3 separate regions of the Mus musculus genome follow, and regions 2 and 3 are each linked to region 1. Evidence: chromatin contacts called from public HiChIP or PLAC-seq and promoter capture Hi-C data. All regions are on one chromosome and are shown on one strand. The core of a region is the stretch at or near the end of the contact, and the rest is flanking DNA. Distances in the headings are between cores, read along the strand shown.

What was found. Promoter capture Hi-C pulls out the DNA fragments that hold promoters and counts their contacts. HiChIP or PLAC-seq counts read pairs in DNA pulled down with a chosen protein or histone mark.
Region 2: a contact with region 1 is called in an H3K27ac HiChIP or PLAC-seq map of large pre-B cells, with 2.0 times the contacts expected there. The contact joins two enhancer-like sites. A contact is called at or near these places in 4 of 115 datasets of contacts at active chromatin or transcription factors (astrocytes, bone marrow-derived macrophages, cardiomyocytes and 1 more).
Region 3: a promoter capture Hi-C map of the HPC-7 cell line shows a contact between it and region 1, with 6 times the contacts expected there. The contact joins the promoter of Ecrg4 here to the enhancer-like site in region 1. A contact is called at or near these places in 16 of 39 promoter capture datasets (the 3T3-L1 cell line, the C10 cell line, the HPC-7 cell line and 11 more), 1 of 15 datasets of contacts at CTCF or cohesin (pro-B cells), 2 of 484 Hi-C or Micro-C datasets (bone marrow-derived macrophages and embryonic stem cells), 4 of 115 datasets of contacts at active chromatin or transcription factors (bone marrow-derived macrophages, large pre-B cells, neural progenitor cells and 1 more) and 2 of 9 other capture datasets (adipose tissue and liver).

Annotation. Positions count from the first base shown.
Region 1 is chr1:43,373,992-43,378,217 of GRCm38.p6, forward strand. No RefSeq gene overlaps it. Among named protein-coding and RNA genes, the nearest start is that of Nck2, 70 kb to the right of the region's middle. Within about 2 kb of position 2,005, at least 25 of the 459 cell types and tissues checked have an H3K27ac peak or open chromatin away from gene starts, as enhancers often do. A contact at or near this core is called in the HPC-7 cell line and pro-B cells, where this site is marked.
Region 2 is chr1:43,696,138-43,700,299 of GRCm38.p6, forward strand. No RefSeq gene overlaps it. Among named protein-coding and RNA genes, the nearest start is that of Gm30634, 16 kb to the right of the region's middle. Within about 2 kb of position 2,589, at least 92 of the 459 cell types and tissues checked have an H3K27ac peak or open chromatin away from gene starts, as enhancers often do.
Region 3 is chr1:43,728,917-43,732,688 of GRCm38.p6, forward strand. Ecrg4 (ECRG4 augurin precursor) reads left to right here and starts at 1,686. Exons shown (of 4, transcript NM_024283.3): 1 at 1,686-2,047. The coding sequence starts at 1,969.

The DNA of each region.
Region 1 (4,226 bases), core at 755-3,254:
ATCACTAATTGAAAAAAAGGAATCACAGGCCAATCTGATGAGGGCATTTTTCCCAGTGGAGGCTTCCTCTTCCTTTATGATTCTAGCTATATCAAGTTGACATAAAACTAGCCAGCATTATGTTCTATTATCAAACACGTGTGTGTTCATCAAATATGCCCTTTGTCTCTGGAAATAGCCTGTGATGACTTACTTCTTCATCTGCTGTCCATTGCTCATTCCACTTCATCTTTCTGGTTGCTGGTTGAGTGTCTTCATTCTTGTTTATCCTACTAATGTCTTTACCACATAAAAAAACTATGTAGATGCATCTGTTTTGTATTAAAGTCTCTATATTTAATTTTTTAGTTTATATCAAAAGAAATTAGTTATATGGGTTGGCTAATTTTATGTAAATTTGAAAGAAGTTATATTCATCATAGAGGAGGGAGCCTAGGTTGAAAAATGCCTTCATGGAATCTGGCTTTATGCAAGCTTGTAGAGCATTTTCTTAATTAATGATTAATGCGGAGAGCCCAGACCCTTGTAGGTGGCGTACCACACCTAGACTGATGTTGTGGGTTCTATAAAAGAGCAGGCTGAGCGTACCATGATGAGCAAGCCAGTAAGCAGCACTCCTCTAAGATCTCTACATCTAGATTCCTGTCCTTCTTCAGTTCTTGCTCTGACTTCCTTCAATGACGAACAATGACGTGGAAGTGTAAAGTAAAATAAACCCTTTCCTCCCCAGTTTGATTTTGGTCATGGTGTTTCATCGCAAAAATACTAACCCTAAGTAGGACAGTGTGTGCTAGGATTTAAGCTTATTATTTTGCTGTTTTCACTTGTTCCCAGTAAATGTAGCCCCTCTTCATATTCTTGCCTTCTTTGATGTGAATGGAATATTCCACTCTTGGCTATAATTGCTCTTGAACTGTCTTCCTCTCTTCTGTTTTCAATTTCAATGGATAACACAACGCACATTCATGTCTGACCAGAGCCTGTAGAGAGCCAGTGTGGCCACTGTCTTAGAAAACTGTGGAGAAGCTGAACAGCATCTTCCATTTGCCCCTCCTCCCTTTCAGGCGTCACACCAGAGAGTTCTGTTTTAAACTGTTTCTTTAAGTTAGTAGAGAAAAAAAAGTCATCTGTTTTTGTTTTATTTTCACGCACCAGCACCTTTACGTTTTTTGTGGTTCCTCTTTCTTCTCTGTGACTGGGACACCAGCTTCATGTGGAGCCAGTTCCCCTCGCCACACAGGTTCCTTCTGCTTTGTTTTCTACAGAAGTTAATTAATTAGCAGCAAGCTTTTTATCTTGCAGTTGTCTGGAAATGTTTTTATTTCACTCTGATTTGTAAAAGCTGATCTTTGGTGGATCAGATCAGGGTTCACTGCTTGCATCTTGCTTTTCTTGTCTCCTGAGCACTGACACTTGTGGTAAAGAGTCCATGACATGGAACATACATACAATTGTAGTCTGATGATCCCAAGGTTTGCTTTCAGTTTTCAACTCTATACCTATAAGGTTTTTTGTTTGTTTGTTTGTTTGTTTGTTTGTTTGTTGTTTTGTTGTTAAGGGTTTTTTTTTTTGCTGTTTTTTAAGGTGGTGCTATAATGCCTTATTGAAATAATTTGAACTCTAAGAAGAGTTTTTATGTCAAATTTGAAATACTTTTTCATTGTATTTTAAAATCTGCCTACCGGCCCATTTTCTTCCTTCTGTTCTTTTGAGGTTCCAAATATATGTATGATAAAGTTGCTTGGTTATATCCCATGGATTACTGCTCATTGGCTTCAGCCCTTCATCTTTCTGGATTTTAGATTGGATAATTATTCTCTGTCTATAGAATTTTTATTTTAGATGTACTTTTCAGCTCTAGAGTTTCCTTTTTAATTCTACCAGGCTTAAGTAGAATTTCTCTGCTGAGATTGTCTATCTATTTACTCTCAAAGACCATCCCTTCCTTATGTTTCTTGAGCATCTTTAAACAGGTCCAAAGTTCCTCCCTGCTAACTCGATATCTGGATCGTCTCAGGTTCATTTCCTGTTTTCGGTTTTTGTTCCTGAACTGTGTTCACACTTTACTTTTGGTCATGTGCCTAGTAAACTTTTAACTTTTATGCTAAACATCAATTGTGTGTAGATTCTGCATGTTTTACTCTGAAGAGTGCTAGATTTATTTCAACAAGAAATCAGGTTACCGGTTGATTGTCCTGAACTTCTTGAAACTTGGTTTCTTTTTTCCCCCCATATTTTATTAGGTATTTAGCTCATTTACATTTCCAATGCTATACCAAAAGTCCCCCATAACCACCCCCCACACTCCCCTACCCACCCACTCCCCCTTTTTGGCCCTGGTATTCCCCTGTACTGGGGCATATAAAGTTTGCAAGTCCAATGGGCCTCTCTTTGCAGTGATGGTCGACTAGGCCATCTTTTGATACATATGCAGCTAAAGACAAGAGCTCCGGGGTACTGCTTAGTTCATAATGTTGTTCCACCTATAGGGTTGCAGTTCCCTTTAGTTCCTTGGGTGCTTTCTCTAGTTCCTCCATTGGGGGCCCTGTGGTCCATTCAATAGCTGACTGTGAGCATCCACTTCTGTGTTTGCTAGGCCCTGGCATAGTCTCACAAGAGACAGCTATATCAGGGTCCTTTCAGCAAAATCTTGCTAGTGTATGCCATGGTGTCAGCGTTTGGAAGCTGATCATGGGATGGATCTCTGGATATGGCAATCACTCATGCTTTGTTAAGGCAAGTCAGCTATGGCTCTCCTCTTGACTTAGAGTGAGTCCTAACACCCCTGACAAAGTGTTTAACTCTAAGGTGTGACCTTTCTAGAGTCTTAGTGGAAAACTCCAAGTCTTTATTAAACTCTTCTAATTTGTTATGTTTTTTTACTACAGTTTGGATACTGGTCTGTTAAAGGTTTGTTCCTCAGCTGGATCCAAATCCTGGGAAATAATAGGATCATGGACTAGTGATAACTCTTGTCCATACTCAGGAAGAGAGATGATATAATGTGTGTCTGTCTGTCTGTCTGTCTGTGCGTGTGTGTGTGTGTGTGTGTGTGTGTGTGTGTGTGCGTGTGTGTGTGTGTGTATCTGTGTGTCTTTCCACGCTTAGTGACATCAGTTCCACCTGTCAAATTGGAGAGAAACAGAAATGGATAGCTAGGAGGAGGTGGGAGGGGGAACTTCATTCAATTGGGCCTTCCAAAGATGCCACCCTGAACACAGAGAGGATAGTAGTTTGAATGATAATTGACCCCCATGTTCTCCGGCATTTGAATATGTGATCTCCATTGGTGGAGCTATTTGGAGATGTGTTTTTGTTGGAGAAAGTACATCACTGGAAGTGGGTTTTGAGAGTTTAAAGATTCATGGTATGAACTCTCAGCTTCCTACTCAAGCTGCCAGGCACGCTGATTGCTGCCATCATGGACTAAGTTCCCTCTGGAACTTAAGCCAAATAAACTCTTCCTTCTACAAGTTGTTTTGGTCAAGGTGTTTTAGCAAAAGTCACTAGTACACTGGCTCTTCATGCTGCTCTCCCTCTTGCAGCCTTTATATGCACCGCTCTTCTCTAAACTACAGCCTGTATTCTACAGTTAATTCTCTTTCATTTCTAGTGGATGTTAGGTCACTGGAGTTAGTTGTTAATCATTGAAGCTTTAATGTCAGCTGCTCTTGCAGGCAGGTGTACCCAACTGTAATTTTCCTGGAGGCTGTATGGAGATACAATGAGCCCTTAACCAAGGTCTGTGCAGTACTATTGTTTAACTCAGTCACTGCTGGAAAACCAACAACTCATTGCCAAGGAAGTTTCCACTTACAATGACATTAGTGAGAGAAGAATAAAAAGAAAGAAAAGAAGGAAGGAAGGAAGGAAGGAAGGAAGGAAGGAAGGAAGGAAGGAAGGAAGGAAGGAAAAGCCTATCAGAAAAAGGTGGTACATTGCTTTAGAGGTATAGAGACAGCTGACCTGAATGTGTGAACATTAGCATGCACTCACACAAATCTACAAGGTGAATGCTGATCTCAGCACAGGCAGCCTCCTAATGTAATCATGAGACACCATAAAAGCAAGGTAGTGAGACAGCCGCTGAGGTAGCATGACACACTGTTTTATAGACACGGGAGGAGAAAGAACTCACTGTAAAATGATAATAAAAATATGGACAGCAAATGTATGAATAGCAGTTGTCATGGACTAACGCCTGAGTATCATGATTGTATATAATT
Region 2 (4,162 bases), core at 1,339-3,838, 320 kb after region 1:
AATAGTTGTCAGTGATGGATCCATTTTATACTTCTAATTCAGGATTCTATAAGCCATTTACATATTCAAAAACTAAAACGAAAAAAAGTTTTAAACAATCCTAAAATCGGATGCATGCGTAACTGGCGCTGCTTTTATAAGATGAACAACACAAGGATGCAGGTAGAGCCATCTGCAACCTCGAGTTTCCCACTTGTCCACTTTGTTCCCAGAAATAATGACTCTGAGACTTAATAGTTCATGAATAAATGTCTAGGCTAAAATCTTCGCTTGTTCCCCAACTAGCTTATAGCTTAACTGCCCATGTATTCTATTTTAAGTCATGCCACAAGGCTGGACACCTGGTCCCCAATCTCATGAACCATCTTCTTACACTTGACTCTCTTCCCAGAATCCTCTCTCTCTCTCATTCTCTCTCTCTCTCTCTCTCTCTGATAGATTTTCCACTTTTTTTGTTTTTTTGTTTTTGTTTTGTTTTATTCGAGACAGGGTTTCTCTGTATAGTCCTGGCTGTCTTGGAACTCACTCTGTAGACCAGGCTGGCCTTGAACTCAGAAACCCACCTGCCCCTGCCTCCCAAGTGCTGGGATTACAGGCATGCGCCACCACTGCCAGGCCAAACAATCTCTTTCATAGAGTGAAATTACTGATATCTATAGGTTGTTTGAGGCCATATTCAGCTTCCTTGGAAAGTACATTGTTTGGAATGAGTTATGTGTGTAGCCTGAAATAGGTGGGTGTCTTAGGTTGCTAGATTCATTGTTAGAAGAGGAGACTGTACACAGACCTGCAAATAGGGGCCCTAGATATATTGTTAGAAGGAGAGTGTGTGTACACACTACCTGCAGGTGGGGACTAGGCTGACAAGCACATTAATGGAAAAAAAGTCTGACATATAACCTATGTCAGATGGATTCCCAAGTTGCTAAGTGATTTTCTGTGCTTGCTTACCTTAACCACACACACAAGCACCAGTTTGATCACGTTAGGAAATGTTGACATTTCCTACATCTAGAAAATTCCTTTTGTTCAACTACTCCCAAACATGGCACCACAGTTTAACTTTGCCTGGTCTAGAACTTTGTGCAAAACAGAATCATAGAGCATACACACCAGGTTTCTTTTACATCCAGAGGCATCCTGACATCCATGGCTTAGCTCTTACTGTTTCTGTTCTCCATGACCTACTACAGTACACAATTACTCAATGGGAATGATCAGAAATAAGCAAATCATTAGTTATAAACTAAACACTATTCTGGGTGGTTTGAGGAAAATTTTGAGGTCCATCCCTCCTGGGAAATGAGCTGCCCCTTTATGCAGAATACTCATATTGCCTATCAAATCAATGGTGTTGCAGGACACACCTTCAAGTGACCCCATTCTAAGTTTGATCCCAAAGGACAAGAGTGGTGGCTGTGGGGGCTGGAGAGATGGCTCAGTGGTTAAGAGCACCGACTGCTCTTCTGAAGGTCCTGAGTTCAAATCCCAGCAACCACATGGTGGCTCACAACCATCTGTAATGAGATCTGACGCCCTTTTCTGGTGCATCTGAAGACAGCTACAGTGTACTTAGATATAATAATAAATAAATCTTAAAAAATTATTTATTAAAAAAAAAGAGTGGTGGCTGTGATTGTCCTGGTTGATAATTCATTATTCCTGTTCATCTCTTATTATACCTGAGAGCTGGAGAGATGGCTCAGCACTTAAGGGCATTTTTGTTTTTATAGAAGATTTGGGTTTGGTTCCCAGTACAAAATGATGGCCAATAACCATCCGTAACTCCAGTTCCAAGGGATCTGACACCCTATTGTGACTTCTATGGGCCCTAGGCACATATGTGATACATGTAAATGAAGACAGGAAAAATACTTATACACATAAAAATAATAAATCTTTTTTAAAATCTCTTATTGTACTTAATTTACCAATTAACCTTATGAAAAGTACATATGATAAAAAGACATTGCATATATAGAATTTGGATATCTATTTTTGGGTGTCCACTGTGGGGCTTGAAATGTTTTACCCATAGACTTTGGAGGAGTCTACTGTAACAAGGTATTTTGAGATTCCTCTGCATCACTTCAGGTGAAATTAAAAACCTAAAATTCATAATTTTGGAACCCAAAAATTATCGGCTTTAAAATGAATAGATGTGGATTTTGGAGAATAGGAGGATATTTAGGTCAGCTGGGAGTCTGATCTTGACTCAAGCTGTGGAATGTGGTTGTATAGGTCATTGAGGACATTAGTAACAGTAAGCGATATGGGAAAGAGGAAAGAATAGAAGGAAGCGAGTGAAAGGAGCCAGGTAAGCGAATGGACAGAAGTATCCTGCTAGATTCAGCCCTTGTCTCCCCTTTATTTTCTGCTCTGTGCCATTCTCTGCAGATGAAGCATAGTTGTACAAACAGATATATGCTTGGAATGTAGCAGGGAGGAGGGAACCAAGCAAGCCAGCTACTGCTGAGAAACAGGAACAACGTATGTGCCTGAAATAGAAGGGCATGCCTCCCCTGTGGGAATTCTTGAGAGCTCGTCAGGCACAGCTGCAGCTCTGACACTTGGACTGTGCACACAGGAGCCTGGCCGGGCTCTCAGCCAGTCACTTTGCTGCAGCATTCTCTTTGTTCCAGTCCTGGCCTGGCCTAAGTCACCTTGGAAACGAATGGGTCTATAAAACTAATGACAAAAAAAAAAAAAAAAAGCTGTACATAAACCCTGTGTGATCATGGGCCCATGGAAGACTAGCCAAACTGTGGGCCTGACAGAGTAGGGACTCATTTCTAAGCACCATGGCAACCTAGATTTGCTTGAGGCAGTTCTGTGCCTTGCAAGTCCCACTCTGCCATGCTATAACTTGTGCACTGCCTGATCCCCCATTCCAGCATCAAGGCCCTTCTGGGTTGCATCAGACTTCTGGGAATTCAGAGCTATTTCAGAAGGATGGAGAGTGAATGGGTTATCTTTGGCCCTTTATTTACAGCAAGCAAAGCTGTGCCAGTGGGAATCCTACCTGATCTGATAGATTCCCATCAGACATAGAGTTTTGCACCTTTGCCTGCATTTTTTATAAGAAGGGTTTTTTTGTTTTTGTTGTTTTTGTTTGTTTTTGGCTAGGGTCAAGTGCATCCTCTGTTCTGTTCCTTTTTTTTTTTTTTTTTTTTTTTTTTTTGTCACTATAGTTTTCTTTTTCCTGATGTACACTCAGGTCACTTTCTACACAACCTGATGCTTCTATCCACATGCCACCAAAGTTTCCAGGTTCTGACACTGAGGGACAGCTGCTTTCCACTAAGCCTTTGGCCTCACTCAAGCGTCACTTTGAAAATCAATGTAAAATCAAGAGCTAGTGATACATTGTTCCGTGCTCTAACTTGACCACATTCCAATAAGGACAAACAGGGACATCAGTGTGATAAGAACAGATTCCCACAAGAGTGGCTGGAATCCAAAAACAAGAAATAATAACTTTTACAAAGGGTGTGGTGGAACTATCTTTTACTGTTGCTGGGAAGTCATTTCAGGAGACAAACAGGCTAAATATACTCTTACCACTGTGAGGCATTTACTCAACTGACTTGAAAACTTATGCACACACAAAAATTCCCAAGCAAATGCTTATAGTAGTCTTATTGTCCAAATGTGGAAGCAACCCATGGATATTGTATGGATATACCACTGAGTGTTTATTCATTAACACGTGAATAATGAATAACACATGTTAATGAATAAACACTCAGTGGTATATCCATACAATAGAACACTATTCAACAATTAAAAAGGAAAATATCATCAATCCAAACTAGAACATGAATTGATATTAAATCCATATCAGTAAAGAAAAAAGACAATATAAAAGGCTATAATAATACTATATTAATTAGGTTTATGTAACAGTTTGGTAAAGGAAAATAGAATAGTGTTCTTGAGGAGTTTAGGAAGGAAGAAGGCTAACCAGGAGAACCACAAGGGATCATTTTAGGGCCGTGAAACTATTTTGTGTGATATTGTAGTGGCAGAAATACACTTTTCAAAACCCATAGAATTTTACAGTACAAAGAGCAGATTTTTAATATATAGGATAAGAAGGAAAGAGAGAGAGAGAGAGAGAGAGAGAGAGAGAGAGAGAGAGAACAAGAAAGAAAGGAAGAAA
Region 3 (3,772 bases), core at 436-2,935, 350 kb after region 1:
TCTTTAGCCCCCTCCTTAAGCATTGTAAAGCAAACCTCTTACATTGCATCATTTTAACCATAAATCTTTCAGGCTGCTGTTGAAAGGGTGGAGGGCTTTAAAAGGGCACCCAGTTCCATTTCCTACACCTACAAAACGGCAATCCTGTAATGGAGCCTATTCCACTGTAACAGCTCTCTCGCCATCTCTTATGATGTGGTATTGGATCAAAGTTGTGTTAGATTGTCTCTCTGTCCTACATGGTGTGTCCTACAGAGCTTCCTTATAGAGTGCTTGGCTGATGGCACCCCAGAGGGTAAGGTCACTTCCCCTGCTCCTCTGTCACCAAATTATCTGTGAACCAGTAGTTAAGGCAGATGTCACTGCAGCATTCTAAAAGACAACTCATTGGGCAGCATTTGAAAAGCCCTGATGACAATGACACTAGGGTTGAATTGGCATCGTTCCGGAATGATAGCTCCTGAGAGTCTAGCCTGGGCACGAAGGAGATAAAGACCACAGGTGGCAAGGTGCTGAGCACAGGACACGGAGGCCAGAGTCTAGGTGGTAACACTACCAACATTTTTGTGTGCTCACAGCATAGGAGGCTCTCCACATTGACTTCTTACCTCAGCTCAGCAGATGCTGCAGCCTCCACTTTAGAGACCCACACATAGACAGACAAGTGAGTTCTCTAAATATTTGTGCAGAATGCAGAGAAATACTAAACCCTGTTCCTTTCCACTGTGCTCAGTCTTCAAGGGAGAAAAGGTTCTCACCACCAAGGCCAAGGGAAGGGCAAGAGGACAGGAAAGCTTCTGTAGTGGAGTTGCTCCCTGTGCCGTCTGAGACACGCTTCAGCATCCCCGAGAGTCGTTAAATAAAGTTCAGATTGCTATGTCTTACCCAACACCCGATGGATCACAGGTGACCAGCAGTATGCACTAGCAAGCTCCGAACTCTCATATACCTGTGACTCCCAAATCAGTATTTACATCCCTCCCAGGTTCACCTTTCCCTTCTTTTCCTTTGATGGCTAAACTCTGATTTTCTCCTGCCTGCTGGAGAAACCCTTCTACATGAGAAGGCCTCTCCCTGAGTGGCCAGACACTAAGCAGCTCTCCTTGATTTAAAACTGAGAATCTTTGTGAAGGAACTGAGCTCAGCTCAGACTGGGAAAAAGGCTCCAAAGCCAAGTTTCCATTCATCAATTGAAAACAGTTTTTGTCTTTCTCTACCAAACCTGCCGCTGGGAATGGAACCCAGAGTCCAGCATAGTGGTCAGGAAAACCCCCGGTTGGTCTTCTCTTTTGTTGAGCACACTGTTTTATGACCTCTCTTAGTGGTCAAGTGTGCTACTGAGAAAATGAGTGTCTTCTGCCTTCTTTCCAATTGCTCAACTGTCCCAGAATGAGAGTGTGCACAGTGGACACAGCATGTTCACTAAAAACTTTGCAAAAACACTTTTGCACTGCAGCGGTTTGAGTTGACATGTTTTTCCTGGATTGCAGTTCTGAACCCAGAATCTTTCAAAATATCATAAAAAGAGACCCTGCAGGAGCCAACCTTAACTACAGTTCAGGAATTAAGAACATTCCAAAGGCTACTTTAAAAGGCAAGGCCTGAGCCTGACGCCAAGGGCCTGGGTTGCTAGGGGAGGGTTGTGCTGCAGAGGAACGGCTCAGGGGGGCGTGCGGAAAAGAGGAGTGAGCCAACATTCTCTGTCCAGGCTGGTTGGGCTGTGCCTGGCATCAGTCTTGCCCTCTCCCCTTTGGCCACGCGGCCCTTCTCAGCGATTTGCAGCAGACCCGCAGGGCAGTGTGCCTCGGTGGCATTGAACTGAAGCTTGGCTCTCGGCCTGGCCTGCTGGCTAGTTGCCCACCCTGTGGGTCCCGCCCAGAGCAAGGATACTGGAGCTTTCGCCTGCCTCACTGAGCCTGGGTCTCCACTCCAGTCATCCCTCCAGCTACTTTGCAGCACTCTGTCGCCATGAGCACCTCGTCTGCGCGGCCTGCAGTCCTGGCCCTTGCCGGGCTGGCTCTGCTCCTTCTGCTGTGCCTGGGTCCAGGTAAGTGGAGGATACCTGGCGGAGAGTGCTGAGGGTGCTGGGGAAGGAGATTGGAAATGGGGTGCTTCATGCCTGAATATGATCCTGCTCTTAACCTGTACTAAACCAAGAAGACAATGGAACCGGGTCTAGTATTTTACACTCATGTAAGTCCCAATGAGTGCACTTGGGCAGGCAGTGAGGGACTCAGATTCAAAGAGAGCATAGTAGACTGAGGGGCAACCTTGGGCAAATGAAGTAAGGATCTGAAAGAACCACAAGAAGTGCTAAATCAGGGATGGTGGAGGCTTGAAGGGAGTATCATTCTGAGGCAGGACACACTGCTGTCTTTCTCCAATTCTTCCAATTTCTTCCAAATTTCTTCCAAATTCTTCCAATTTCTTCCAGGCAGTTTGGGGCAACAGAGCTGACTAAGAGCGTTCAGGCTGCAAAGCTGAGCAATGTTTAACTTTTTCTATTATATTCAGCGGAATTATTAGCTATTGTATTTCTACTAGCTATTATATTTAAACATTAAATATATCTACATATTAGCAAATATATATCTACTATATTTAGCTGAATTAACTGAAAATCCCCAGGTCTCTCTACATTAAAAGCACTTAAGCAGTACACCGTAAATACTATACCCAGAGCTCCACAGACTCTACCTTCTGAACCTGGAAAGTTCTTCTTTTGTGTGACCCTTTAGAGGTCACAAGTGAGTTCCTGTGCATAGGAACGCCTTTGAGGTTTATAACTCTGGGAGGCAGTAGGGTGACCCTAGGTTTACTGCCAAGAGAACAGTAGCTGGAAGACACCAAACTATTTACCTATCACCTGAGACTGGTGTTTGTCCCAGTGCGAAGGGGTGGCCATTGCCAGATGTAAATAGAAGACGCACTCAGTTTCTCTGTGTTTCATTTTTGCTTTCTCAGAGCAGGCATGGTAAACCTAACTCCAGAATGAGGGGAGGCAGGGTCACAGCATGAGAGACCATGAAAATAAAGGGGAGGTTGTTCTTATTGGAAGGGTGACTGGTGCAAATGACATCAGTACCCTCTTGTGAGCTAGCTTCGTGAACATGGCGTTAGGCCATTCATTTTCAACACTCATATTTTACGAGTTAATGCCAAGAAGTGAGGGAGTGGAATCCGTCACAGTATCAGCATCACTGAACTGAAATGTGAACTTTATCATGAAAGATAAAAATGCATTGAGTCTCAAAGATGACCTTTTCCTCGCCCCCTTTTATTTTATGTGTATTGGTGTTTGGCCTACACGTGTGTCTGTGTACTTCATGCATGTAGTACCTGCAGAGGCCAGAAGAAGGTGCTGTCACTCCGGTACTGAAGTGACAGAAGGTAGATGTGGAAATCAAACCAGGGTCCCCTGGAGGAGCACCCAATGCTCTTAGCAGAAGAGCCACCGTGGTCTCCATGCCCCAAACATGACTCTTCATGGCATCCAAGCACATTTCATGAAGAGAAGGATCACAGCTCCCTCTTGATTTGCCTGTTGTGGGTTTTCATCTTCAGAGTGAGACATCTTGAGACTCTGAATGTGTCCAGTCCCCTGTGTATTCTAATTCCAGGTAACCAGATTTGCTACATATGTGACTGCTTTTCATCACAGCCTGGACAGGACAGCTGGGGATGTTGGAGTAAGGGGGCTACAGTTCTTCTTTTGTTCTTTCCTCCTTTCCCCAAGCAGATTTAGTGTGATGTCCAATTGTATGTACTAATA